3 separate regions of the Hordeum vulgare genome follow, and all the other regions are linked to region 3. A link is a contact called in public Hi-C data. All regions are on one chromosome and are shown on one strand. Each heading gives the region's core, a stretch centred on a gene start, on an enhancer-like site or on the middle of the called end of the contact. The rest is flanking DNA. Distances are from core to core; before and after follow the strand shown. Region 1 holds the start of LOC123452558 (WPP domain-associated protein-like). Region 2 holds the start of LOC123452562 (CCR4-NOT transcription complex subunit 9-like). Region 3 holds the start of LOC123452564 (accelerated cell death 11).

Region 1 (3,925 bases), core at 773-3,272, 220 kb before region 3:
TTCCCTAGTCATAGCATTCAAATGGCGGAAGTCAGATTTTTCCGAGATAACCATGGATTTTTGTTTCCTGAAACTCTTGCTTTCCTCGGTGCGGGGTGAGGCATGATCCTCCTTTGTTTTCTTTCCAAATAAATACTTCCACTTATTGCTCTTGCTACCTGAACTTTCTTGCTTACTGTGAGAAATGTGTGATTCTGGTACTGAAGGCAACAACAGCTTAGAAAGAGCCCCCAGATCCTCACGCATCGCGGCAAACTGAGATACTGCTTCCTGCCAATTCTTACTCATGATGTTTGTGACAGAAATTTGCTCATACAACTTCCTCTCTAGCTCCTCCTGCAAGCCAGCAATGCATTCTGCGACTGTAATGCCGATGATTTCCAGCTGCAACTCATGCTCCCACTGGAGATCAGTAACCGACGGGTTGGTCAGGCCAGGCATGTCCCGAGCTTGCCGGAACACGACGGCCAGCAACAGCTTCAGCGCGTTGAACCTTTCATCTATCTCGATCAGCATCACATCAAGGGACATGCCCAGGTGCGTGCCGACTATGTAGCCATTATCCGGTAAGGCGTAGTTTTCCAGACCTGTTACATCCCCCTTGAGCTTATCCAGATGCGTATCTACTTCCAGTTTCATCATATCTAAGTACTCCAAGTAGTTGGTCTCTGCATTTGGGGCGCAAATGTGTCGATTTGATCGTGAAAGCGATCTTCCAGACCCTTCAAAGTAGCTCTCAGTGCTGGAGTTGGACTTGAAGGACAACCTCGGCGTGAGCGAATCTTCGGATGTTACAGACCAGCCGTCTGGAACGGTTGGTCTGTTGGGCAGAGAGGTCATTCTTTCACTAAACACCTGCAGACGTTTTTTTAAAAGATTTGGTTTAACATCAGATGGGAAGTAAACAGTTTGACACAAATTTGAATCTTGAAATTAAATTAAACTAGCCAACACAGGATGACAGGAACAATCTTAACTGAACCGATAAGTGAATATACTAGTAGTATCATTTGATTTAAGCAGTTCATTGACATATGTGATTAAATAGCGCTGTGAGTTCTGAAGAACTGACAACAGCCAGTCGTTGGGCACAGTTGTGTGAGAATATAATCAACATAAAACTGATAACTAATTGTCGCATATTCCAGGAGTAGCACGACGATGCTGGATTAGAACTGCCGCCCCCAAGGTGGCCAGACTAGTGGGTGAAAAATTGAAATACTCAAAACTGTATGGAAACTTTAAAATTGTTTGGTCCAAAGCACCAGATGAACATAGAAAGGAGCTCCTAAACAGTGGAAGGCAGTTGCTAATTCGTCAAATACTTGGTCGAAATCCCAAGTTCAAATTCAGTTCCCGTGGAAAGAAACTGAAAATCAGAAACCCCTGACATGTTGATGTTTATATAGACGAAATGAAGCAGAAATGTTTGATTGATTCAGAACAGAGGAAACACCTGACCTCTACGTGTGAGAGAAAAAGGATACATTTCATGGTGATTATACGGTGCTTGGAAGAAATGAAAGCGCTCGAACCCTCGCCACCTTATGTGCGGAACGAGCAGGCAGGGCATGAACAGAAGAGAAGAAAAAAACAGAGCAGCAGCGACTCGGACGGCGCATACCTTGGTGACCGGATGCCTCGCCGGCTGGATGGCCTCCATGGCGGCCGCGCGATGGCGGTTTAACCGGCTGACTTTCTGGCGCGCCAACACCGCAGCCTAGCGCTGATTCGCGGCTGCTCCGGCGTCCAGGTGGGCACGCACTAACCGGCACCAACGAACTACCGGGTCGTACAGGAGACAGGGGCCGCCATTATTGGGGTGGAGACTCGGGGAGGAGTGGGATAGAGGGGATAGGCGGAGGGAGGACGGGAGGTGATGGCGACGGAGAAGGAAGGGAGTGAAGCGCGGTTAATGCGCGAGACAGCGACCGCCGCGGGGAAAAAGCGTATGAGGATAACACCGGGATGGTGGTTAGCCCGGGGCGGGGGAACGGATCGCCGGCGCGTCGCCAGGTAGGTGGCGACGGACGGGGCTGGCGGCCGCCGGCGGGGCCCGCCTCCGGCGAGATGTAGACGGGAGGGAGGGAAACGGTCCGGAGTCCACTCCGTGGTGGCCCTTCAGGTTGGCGGGGGCTTCGGTTCCGTTTTCCATCCGGTCGTACATCGCCACGCTTATCACGCCTGCCCCGCGATGTACATCGCCGCCGCTTATTAATCGGTTAATTAACTTTTTAACCAACAACTAATCAATCGTCGGTTAATTTTTTGATGGTATGGTTGGTTTAAATTGATGTACTTTTGGGTCAAGAAAATCCGGGCCTAACTATAAAGGAAGGTTCACCAGAAATATAAAACTGATGATGTTTTTGATGATTAATTTCAAAACACTAGTAGTAAATCAATAATAGTGATTCTTTATTAAAATCAATTGTGTTTATTCCACCCATGAACCCTAGAAATATACTCCCTCCATTTTTAAATATAAATCTTTTTAGAAATATCACTACGGACTACATACAAAGTAAAATAAATATATATATTTTTTAAGATATGTCTATATACAAGTCCGTAGTAGAATCTTTAAAAAAAGGCTTAAGTCTTATATTTAGGAACGGGTAATATGTAATAACGGGTCTTCAACAACAACAAAATTTCTCGTTGGTCAATGTCTTGTTTTATATAACCAACCAAATGGCCGTTTATAATCATATTGGCACAGGTAAAACTACAATTTATCCTATACCTCATATATCATGAGACAAGCTTTTCATCACTAAACATCCAAATTTGTGGATGTGATACACCGATGTTTTATCTAAGGATTGGATCCAACGGGGGTAGGCTGCACAACATCGAGCCTTAGTAATGAGCCGTGAATCAGTTCGGACCAAGATGATACCAAGACAAGGCACCGCTACCAAAAGGTCACAAAGGAAAACAAAATATTGTCGAGGCAAAATACAAAATAGTATGAGTTAAGATCGATGTAGTCCGAAGAAAGTGGATCAAATTCTTGTTGATATTTTATTTGAGATGTTAAGGAGACACAAGGGAAATAAGAGAAAGGCAGAAATAGTTGATTTTACATTTTTATGATCATGTTGAGGCTGGACACTACTTACTTCATTTCAGGTGGTGAAACTCTTCCTGTAATAAGATTACCTAAGGACTTATCACCCTGTGTTTTTTATAGAATCGTTCTACAATTTTGTGGTAGCCATGGTTTGATCATATAGCCCCGCAAAAATAATAGTACTCCCTATGTAAGAAATATAAAACCGTTTAGATCACCCTCTATAATTTTTATCGGGCAAAACATATTATATAGAAATTCATGATAAAGTGTAGCTAGCTTTAAGAACTATATCATTAATTCCAAAACGACATGAATTTTTGGCCGAACGTAGTACATCATCTCTTCATGTTGGATGTGGAGACACGCATGTTAACGCAGTGCTGGCGTTTAGGTGAGGAAACAATAACAACCCATATAACCAATTCAACATGAGACAAAGCATGTGCGTAGAATGAAACGAACATATATTCGTAATTTAAAAGGTTGGTGCATGTATAGAGCCCGATCTGAACAGTTGTCATTCGTCATTTTGACGACGCGGCCAGTCAGTTGTCACAGGGGGGCAATCATAGAGTAGCAGCAATGCAAGTCGATGATGGGAGCATTCTTGTCTGTGGAGGGAATTTGTTTAGGTCGGAGAGAAACGCAGCGCTGGTGGCTTGCTCTCGCTCTTGTGACGGCCGGGAAGGTGCCGTCTGCTGTTTCGAGGATTATCTCAAACTAGCAGCATCATGTACAGCCATGTTGCATGGTTGATTGGTATGTACTCCCTCCGTTTCTAAATATAAGTCTTTCTTTTTAAAGATTTCACTAGTGAACTACATACGGATATATATAGACATACTT
Region 2 (3,802 bases), core at 466-2,965, 150 kb before region 3:
TTCGCCATTGAGGACGGGGAGCGGAGGGGGCAGTGGCGTGAGGGAGGGAGCAAAAACTGAGGAGGCGGTCGGGAGGAGGAGGAGGAGAGGGGGCAGAGGTTATACCAGAAGCGGTATGCTACGAGGAGGGGCAGGACAGGGAATCGGCGGCGGTTTCCCAACTTTGCTGCTTGTCTTCAAACGGGGATGACACATTTTCCATGGCCGTCCTCCTCGGCGCCTTGCTGCCATGGCGTCACACGCGCCCCGGAAGCCGCCATGGCGGCCACGCCTGAATCCGGCCGGACTCGCCGGTGGGCGCTTGTCCCACTCCTTCCTTCCTCGGCGCACCAGCTCAGCCACCTAACGCTATCTCTGTTGTTTTGCGGGGCTCCGTCGACCTCACGCTTCGTGAAGCTTATTGTCTCACACGAAACAAACATTGTCCGCATCGATGGATTCGTGCTTGTTCATGCGTGCCTTGTTCATTGTGGTGTGTTGAGCTGTATCTCTTGAACCTACATATGTGTGGGGCATATGCATCCAACTACGAACAAGAACTAACGTACGTCCCTGTCTAAAAGGTCTTACAGAAGTGAACAGAAAGAGTACTTGAGATAGAAGAAATGCCAATATGCAAAAGAATATGCCCCGTCAAAACGTCCTTCTCACCAAGTACATACTTCCCCATTCCAAAATTAATGACTTGAAAATAACTCAATTTTGTATTAAATTGGGACGGAGGGAGTACATGGCAAGCAAGGTATTCGGAGTTGACGTGTATAAGATGGTTGAGTATTTAGGGTTGACGGATAAAGGATGATTGATTGTTCCACCTGTCACCAGGCATGCAAAGGTGTGAAGCGATATAAAAAGGGAGAGAAACGATGCACGTTTTTTATGTGTGTGCATGCATGGACTTCATTCTCGTCATGCTCCAGATATGAGCAGACAGAATTGCATTGAATTACCCAACATACCGCCAGCTAGTCATTGAATCGCCATCGGGGAGGGGGGATCAGAAAACACAATTTCCATACCAAACATGAAACAAGGAGTAGGAGGGGAAGACGGGCATGCATTGATCTATACCCTAAAACCTAGATCACCGGGTGAGCAGATTTACCTACATAACCGCACAACAGCTCGCATCAGATAGATCACCAAGGTCCCCAATCTAATTTTGCCTAAACACAACATTGCATCACCAAGATCGCATCTTTACCAACCACCACACAACTCATACAAGACCCCTGATTCCCTCACCGTAAATCCGATCCTTAAATACCCACCACAGAGCTATAAATGCAAAAAATTCCTCGACGGGGAGGGCTAGAGAGAAGTGCATAGAAGTGCAAAAAAATTCGGTGGGAGGGAGGAGGCCGGGGGGGGGGGGGGGAAGAGACCTTGAAGAGCTCGAAGAGGGCTTTCTCACGCAGTTCTGGGTCGCAGATGTCGATCGCGAGCTGCTCTGCAGACACCATATTCCAGTCCCTCCCGTCGACGGCCGGCACCGCGGTCGACCACCCGGGTGGAGGCAGGAACGGGGGCGGGGAGGGTGCATCAAAGGAGGGGGTGGTGGCGAGGGACGGCGACAGATTCGCCATTGAGGAGAGGAGGGTGTAGTGGTGTGAGGGAGAAAAAACCGATAAGGTGGTCACGAGGAGGAGAAGCGGCTCTGCCCCTAAAGGGCCAGGTTATATTAGCAACAGTATGCTACGAGGAGGGGCGACACATGGGATCGACAGTTGTTTCCCAACTTTGCTACTTTGTCCTTAAATGGATGAAATATTTTTTCAACCATCTTTTTAATGCCTTGCTATGGTATCACACACATCCTAAAAGCTGACATAGCAGTCACGACATGTTCGGTTGGACTAGCCGGTGGATCTATTTTACTAGCCGTCCTTTCTAATGCCTTGCAATGGTATCACACGCATCCTAGAAAGCCGTCATGGGAGCCAAGGCATGAATCCGACTGGACTCGTGATCCATTTCTCTAGTCGTCCTTTATAATGCCTTGTTATGCTATCACACGCATCCTAGAAGTCGGCACGGCAACCAGGGCATGGATCCAGATGGACTTTACGATGGACACTTTTTCCATTCCTTCTCGCCCACCATCCAGATGGACTTTACGATGGACACTTTTTCCATTCCTTCTCGCCCACCATCTCCCCACTGAACGCTTTTCCTGTTGTTTTTTCCGATCTTCATTGATCTAACATTTCCTGAGAAATGTACCTTCTTTGTGGAGGTCGTTGTATGCCTTCGTTTTGTGCAGATCTATGTCATGCACGTCGAGTGAGTGCGCGTGTGTCGTGCAAGCGTTCAGGGACAAAGACAAAGCTGACATGCGGGTCTCGTTGTCATTGACATAGATAGATAGGAGAGAGAAAGAGCTCGAGCGCAAGGTTGGGCGTTGGATCAAGATCTGATGGTCGCGATAAAATGGAGGCGTACAATTTGGCTTAAGTGGTTGGGGTTGTGAGCACTTGCACTACTAGGAAAACCCCTATAGGTAACCACTTAGTAGTGGCGCTGCCTATCTGACTAGCGCTACCGCTACTTAGTAGTAGTGTAGGTTCAAATCATGCGCTACAAGTAAGGCGTAGTAGTAGCATGGGAACAATGGCCCTGCGCTAGTGCTAAGTGGACACCATCGTGCCACCTCCCCCCTACGGATATGTAGTAGTGGCATATAGTCTCTAAGTGTGACTTTGGTAAGTAATGACAATCTATATGATCTATTGCTTCCAGTGAGATATATTTGAAGGTATAGTACATAGGTGGTGCCTTAAGGATGATTGCCTTAAAGATGAAGATTTGCTCTTAAGCTTTGGTATTGAATGACAATTCCTATGGAGCATCAATGGAATTGTATATTATATGAACAAATGTTCCATAGTGATGCATGAAGCATGTTCGATTTCTGTGTGAAGAGTTCCATTAGAAGCCTCTCAAAGAAGTCCTCGTGGTATCCTCTCTGCTTACCCGATGCACACGGGGTCGAGGGGTCGTGCCTACGGGGTCTAGTTAAATATCTCTAGACACCTCATGAGCACGGGATTCTTGACCCATGTGCACACGAGGTCGAGCGTTAAACTCTCTGGATACCCCGTGCGCACGGTTTATCTGACCTCGTGCCGACGGGGCCTATGGTTTAACTCTCGTGGTATCTTGCCTAGTGAGGATAGTAGTTGGTCTTTGGATGTTTCTAATGAATCCATCAAGTTTGATTTCAATGTCTAAATAAATATGTTCAAGGTGGAGTTGATTGGAGGAACTCAAAGGTTGACACATTTGGGCTTATAGGGATTAAGTTCTTGAGAGTATAACTAAAGAGAAGAATTCAAGCTATGGTATCAAGAGAAGATCATGATGAGCTCATGTATTGGGTTTTAGTTGATCATGTCTTGAAGTAAGCAACTAGAGTGAAGAATTTATTGTGCTTCTCAAGAGTTTGTGATGGGGCATTTAGAAGAGGAATCGATGACCAATATGATGTTCATGGTGAAATTTGATATGGTCATGAAAGAGTCTTTGGTGATCTAGTCTTGAAGAAATGAAATAAAATGAAGAGGTCATTATGGCTTCTAAGAAACCAATATAGAGCTTGAAGTAAAGATGTCGGTTGACCAAGATGAAGCTCAAAGATTGTATCTAGCTAGATAGTCAACACACAAGGGCAAACAATGTACCACGTGGGATGAAGTGATCTAGTTGTATGGTAAGTAACTGTGAATTGTGTTTTATGCACTAACCCCTGCTATGTGTTTGCTATGCCTATGTGGGTTAGGTGTTTCTCATGGGCTTGTATCCA
Region 3 (4,035 bases), core at 452-2,951:
TGCTTTCCTTATGGCCCAGCCATGGTGAGGAGCAAACACCTGAGCATAAGCCTTTGTCGCTGCGTCCTTCAGGGAGTTGCCTCTGAAACAAAAGAGATCGTGCCCATTCAGATAACATTTACTCAACAGGCATCTAAGAGTAGCAAACTAAAGGGCTGTCTGACAACATAATGTAAGTTCTTTTTAATCACAACATAATATAAGTGACAGCACTATCCCGTTTGCAACTTGAACTTACTCTGTGACCAATATCTGCTCAAACAGAACTTTCACCATATCAATCCCACGCTTAACCCTCAGTAGATTCCTCGTATGGCTCCCCGGCTGCCTAACAGTGCCCTTCTGAATGTCAAGCTCAACCATGGAGGGCAATGTCGAAATCGTCTTGGATGCCTCCAGTAGATCATTAACCTGCAGCCACGTAAGACAAAGTAGTCAGACAAGATCGCCAAACAAAAGCCTTGAAAAAGGGGATGCTACGATTAACTAGGTAATCGATGGCCTGGCCCCAAGACAGTCATCAAACACGCATGAGTATATGAGGTTTTTGTAACAAGATAGCATGTGAAATCCGAAATGGCTGAACATTTTGTTTGCTATATAAGCAGTAGTACTAAAATAAGCGCAGAAGTAGATTGGAACTTCCAACACCTCAAGCATACATCAGAGCAAGCATCTCACAATACTAGCTGAAATAGATAACCAGATCCTTATGTGCACACAATAGTTCCTGGCTTGATCAGGTTGAAAATTTATGAGACCGTCTCGCCCTAAACAAGTCCAGGGGATCACCACAATTACCTTAAAAACAGAGATGTATACAATTAAAGGAGCAGTACTAACTCAAGTGCAGAAGTGAATAGGATTCCCTACACCTGAAGCGTACACCGCAACAACCATAGCACACAGTTAGCAAAATTAGACAGTCCTAACCCGATGAAGCACCCAATAATTGCTGCTTGATCCAGTTCAGAAATTGACAGAACATTTCACCGAAACATCCTATCCTCAAACTGAAGTAGATCAACACAATCACCTCACCACATGGAGTATGCACAGCTATGCAGGGTAGCAATCGAAAACGAATTCAAACAGAACTTGCCAAGTCGATCTGGCTGAGAATTTCAGATCATTTCGCCCCAAACCTTTCTCAGCTTCACACAAACCAATCAATGCCCCGGAAATCACCAGAAATTTTACCACACACAAGCACAACGAAGCAGCATACCGAACAACCGACTCGCCCTAAGCAGCCGAGGGCCCCAACCGGGGGAGGAATCGCGGGACGCGAGCTAGAGCAGAGCAGGTCGCGGGGGAGGGGAGGGGGGCAGAGCAGGGGCGGGGCTTGCCTTGGCGACGTAGTCCATCTCGGCGAACTTGAAGGCGATGCCGAGGCAGCCGAAGAGGACGGAGACGTTGGAGCAGGCGCGGGAGAAGTCCCCCGCCGCCATCGCGGGCTGCTGCTGCTGCTTGGCGATGGCCGCGAGCTGCTCGAACGACGCGCCGATCCGCCGCAGCGGCTTGTCCGCCTCGTTGGACCCCATCGGCCGGTCTCCGCCGCCGCCGGCGTCCGCCGCGCTTGGAGGTTCTAGAGCTTGGGTGGCGTCGGCGTCTGGGCTGATGAGCTGTGCTCTTTTTTTTTCCCTCTCCCCCCCTCTCTCTGTGGTGAGATGCCTCGTTCTTTTGGTGGTTGTACGCGTTGTTGTGTGAAGAGGGCGACGGCGATGACGGCGAGGTTTTGGGGTCGGCCGGTCCTCTGATGGGCCTGAAAGTGGGCTCGGGCCATCTTGGACCATTCTCTTCTAGGCCCATGCGATTCTAAGAAAAACAAAATGCAAGGCCCATGAAACGTAAGTACGTTTATTTGGGGGCCTTCGATAGACAAAGCCCTAAAACACTTTTCTGAAAGAAAAAAAACCAAGAGGCCGAGGGGGTGGATCGAGGAGCTTCCGTCGGAGCGCCCATGTCCACGGCGGCCGCTGATCTCCCGGCGGCGTCTACGAGGAGCGAGAGGCGGAAGGAGCGGAAGAAGCAGCGCCGCCGGCGCGCGCGTAGGGAGGCGGCGGCGGCCGCGCGGGCTGCGGCAGAGGCGCTCGCCGCCGACCCAGAGGAGGGGCGCCGCCTCCGAGAGCTCGAGGAGGCCGAGGCCGACGCGTCCGACCGCGCCCGCCGCGCCTTTGAGGACGCCGAGCGCCGATGGCTCGAGAAGGCCGCCTCGCGTGCCGCCGAGGAGGCGGCTGCGGAAGAAGAGGCGTGTGCCGCCGAAGCTTCCACGCGCGATAAGGTCTCCTGCTACTCTCACTTACCCCAGTGCCTTGGCTCCTTCAACTGAACTAGAGTATTTTACCAGTTGCTTGCTTGCTTAAAGCTTAGGACATGTACGTACTCCGTTTCTATATCGTCGATGAACCTGCACACCATAGCATAATTTGCACAACAATGGACGGTCTAATTGACATGAACAACACTTGTCGGATGTTGGTGCTTGCTGCCTTCGATGCGAATTGTCACTTAACAATAGCATAATGAAAATTATATCAGTGTTCATGGAGATGATTCGAATATGATTTTGATAATAAGAAGCCAAAGAGGATAATCAGGAAGAAGTAGAAGAAGAAGCAAAGTTTAGGGGGAAAATCTACACATTGATGGAAAAGAAGAGGGTTGTCCTTGCCATCTGTTTGAGCCCGTCGGGATGCCCCGGACCTGAGCTAGACTTGTATGCATAGTTCAAAAAAGCGCTAGGTGTTAATTGTGCGTTTTGCCACCGCCTTGCGCTTTTCTGTCCAAAGCGCATGCTTATGCGCAGATTAAGCACAGTTATGCGCTAGGCGTTTTGCTATCGCCACTTAAGCACTCGCTTAGGCACGCCTTTTTTAACTATGCTTATATGCTTCCACGTGATGCTGTTCATCTTACCCCATTTCAGTTCCCCACTCCTTGGTAGTTCATTGTTTATAAGGAAACTCATGCTTGGTCCATGGCACGTGACTTTACAGATTCTGATTGTCGATCGGATATTTTTGTTCCTATCCTCTTGATACATCATATATGCATGTTGTTTGATAACTCAATGCATGTGTTCATCGAAAATGTTATACTAGCTGGTGAAATGTTTGAGAATATGTTACGTTCTAATGGGTCCTGGTTATTATTGTTTCTTGGGCTATTTCAGTATAACGATGACCACCGAGACGAGACAGAAGAAGATGGGGAGTGGGAGTATGTTGAAGATGGACCAGCAGAGATCATATGGCAAGGAAATGAGATCATTGTGAAGAAGAAAAAGGTCAAAATACCAAAGAAGGCAGAGGCTAAACCACTAAGTCAAGAGGTCAAGCTTATGTTTGTGATAAAAGTTTTGTTGTTTCTTTCCTGTTGCTCAAGGATCCAGTTTTTGAGTTACCATCTGAAAAGGGCATGTACAATGTCTTGCAGGAAGAGAGACCTACATCAAATCCGCTGCCACCTCAGTCTGTAGCTGTTGATTCTCAGAGGAGAGAACCTTCCTTGTCTGCTCGAGAACTACTTGAGAAAGTTGCTCAAGAGACTCCAAATTTCGGAACTGAACAGGTATACTCCATGGTTCTCTTTTCAGCTGGACAGAGGAGGATGTACTTCTATTGCAAAATATAGGAAGACAAAATCCCAATATGTAATCAACACATTTGCCTATATTTGCACCAATGTGACGACTCTGTTTACTTTCTCTGTAGGATAAGGCCCATTGCCCATTTTACCTCAAAACAGCAGCTTGCCGCTTTGGAGTGCGCTGCAGCAGAGTTCACTTCTACCCTGACAAATCATGCACATTGCTCATGAAAAACATGTATAATGGTCCGGGCCTTGTTTTGGAACAAGATGAAGGGCTTGAGGTTTGTTAGAGGACAATCCCTTGCAAACAAATTCGTATCCTGAACTATTCTGTCTTTTGGCACAACCTTTTAGTATCCTGAACTCATTACAATACTTATTCCCGACCTACTCATTGTTTTAAGATTATACTCCCTCGCTTTAGGTTTGTTAGGCTCATCT

What was found. Hi-C and Micro-C count contacts between places; a contact is called where the count stands out from the background.
Region 1: a Hi-C map of seedling shows a contact between it and region 3, with 2.0 times the contacts expected there. The contact joins the promoter of LOC123452558 here to the promoter of LOC123452564 in region 3. A contact is called at or near these places in 2 of 6 Hi-C or Micro-C datasets (leaf and seedling).
Region 2: a Hi-C map of seedling shows a contact between it and region 3, with 3 times the contacts expected there. The contact joins the promoter of LOC123452562 here to the promoter of LOC123452564 in region 3. A contact is called at or near these places in 2 of 6 Hi-C or Micro-C datasets (leaf and seedling) and 1 of 1 datasets of contacts at active chromatin or transcription factors (embryo).

The regions. Positions count from the first base shown.
Region 1 is chr5H:541,046,782-541,050,706 of MorexV3_pseudomolecules_assembly, forward strand. LOC123452558 (WPP domain-associated protein-like) reads right to left here and starts at 2,023. Exons shown (of 6, transcript XM_045129224.1): 1 at 1,625-2,023; 2 at 1-855. The coding sequence starts at 1,663.
Region 2 is chr5H:541,124,360-541,128,161 of MorexV3_pseudomolecules_assembly, forward strand. LOC123452562 (CCR4-NOT transcription complex subunit 9-like) reads right to left here and starts at 1,716. Exons shown (of 9, transcript XM_045129229.1): 1 at 1,386-1,716. The coding sequence starts at 1,586.
Region 3 is chr5H:541,271,219-541,275,253 of MorexV3_pseudomolecules_assembly, forward strand. It overlaps LOC123452564 (accelerated cell death 11), which reads right to left and starts at 1,702. Exons shown (of 4, transcript XM_045129235.1): 1 at 1,350-1,702; 2 at 239-411; 3 at 1-82. The coding sequence starts at 1,544. LOC123452563 (zinc finger CCCH domain-containing protein 16) reads left to right here and starts at 1,929. Exons shown (of 9, transcript XM_045129232.1): 1 at 1,929-2,284; 2 at 3,176-3,334; 3 at 3,439-3,573; 4 at 3,717-3,875. The coding sequence starts at 1,964.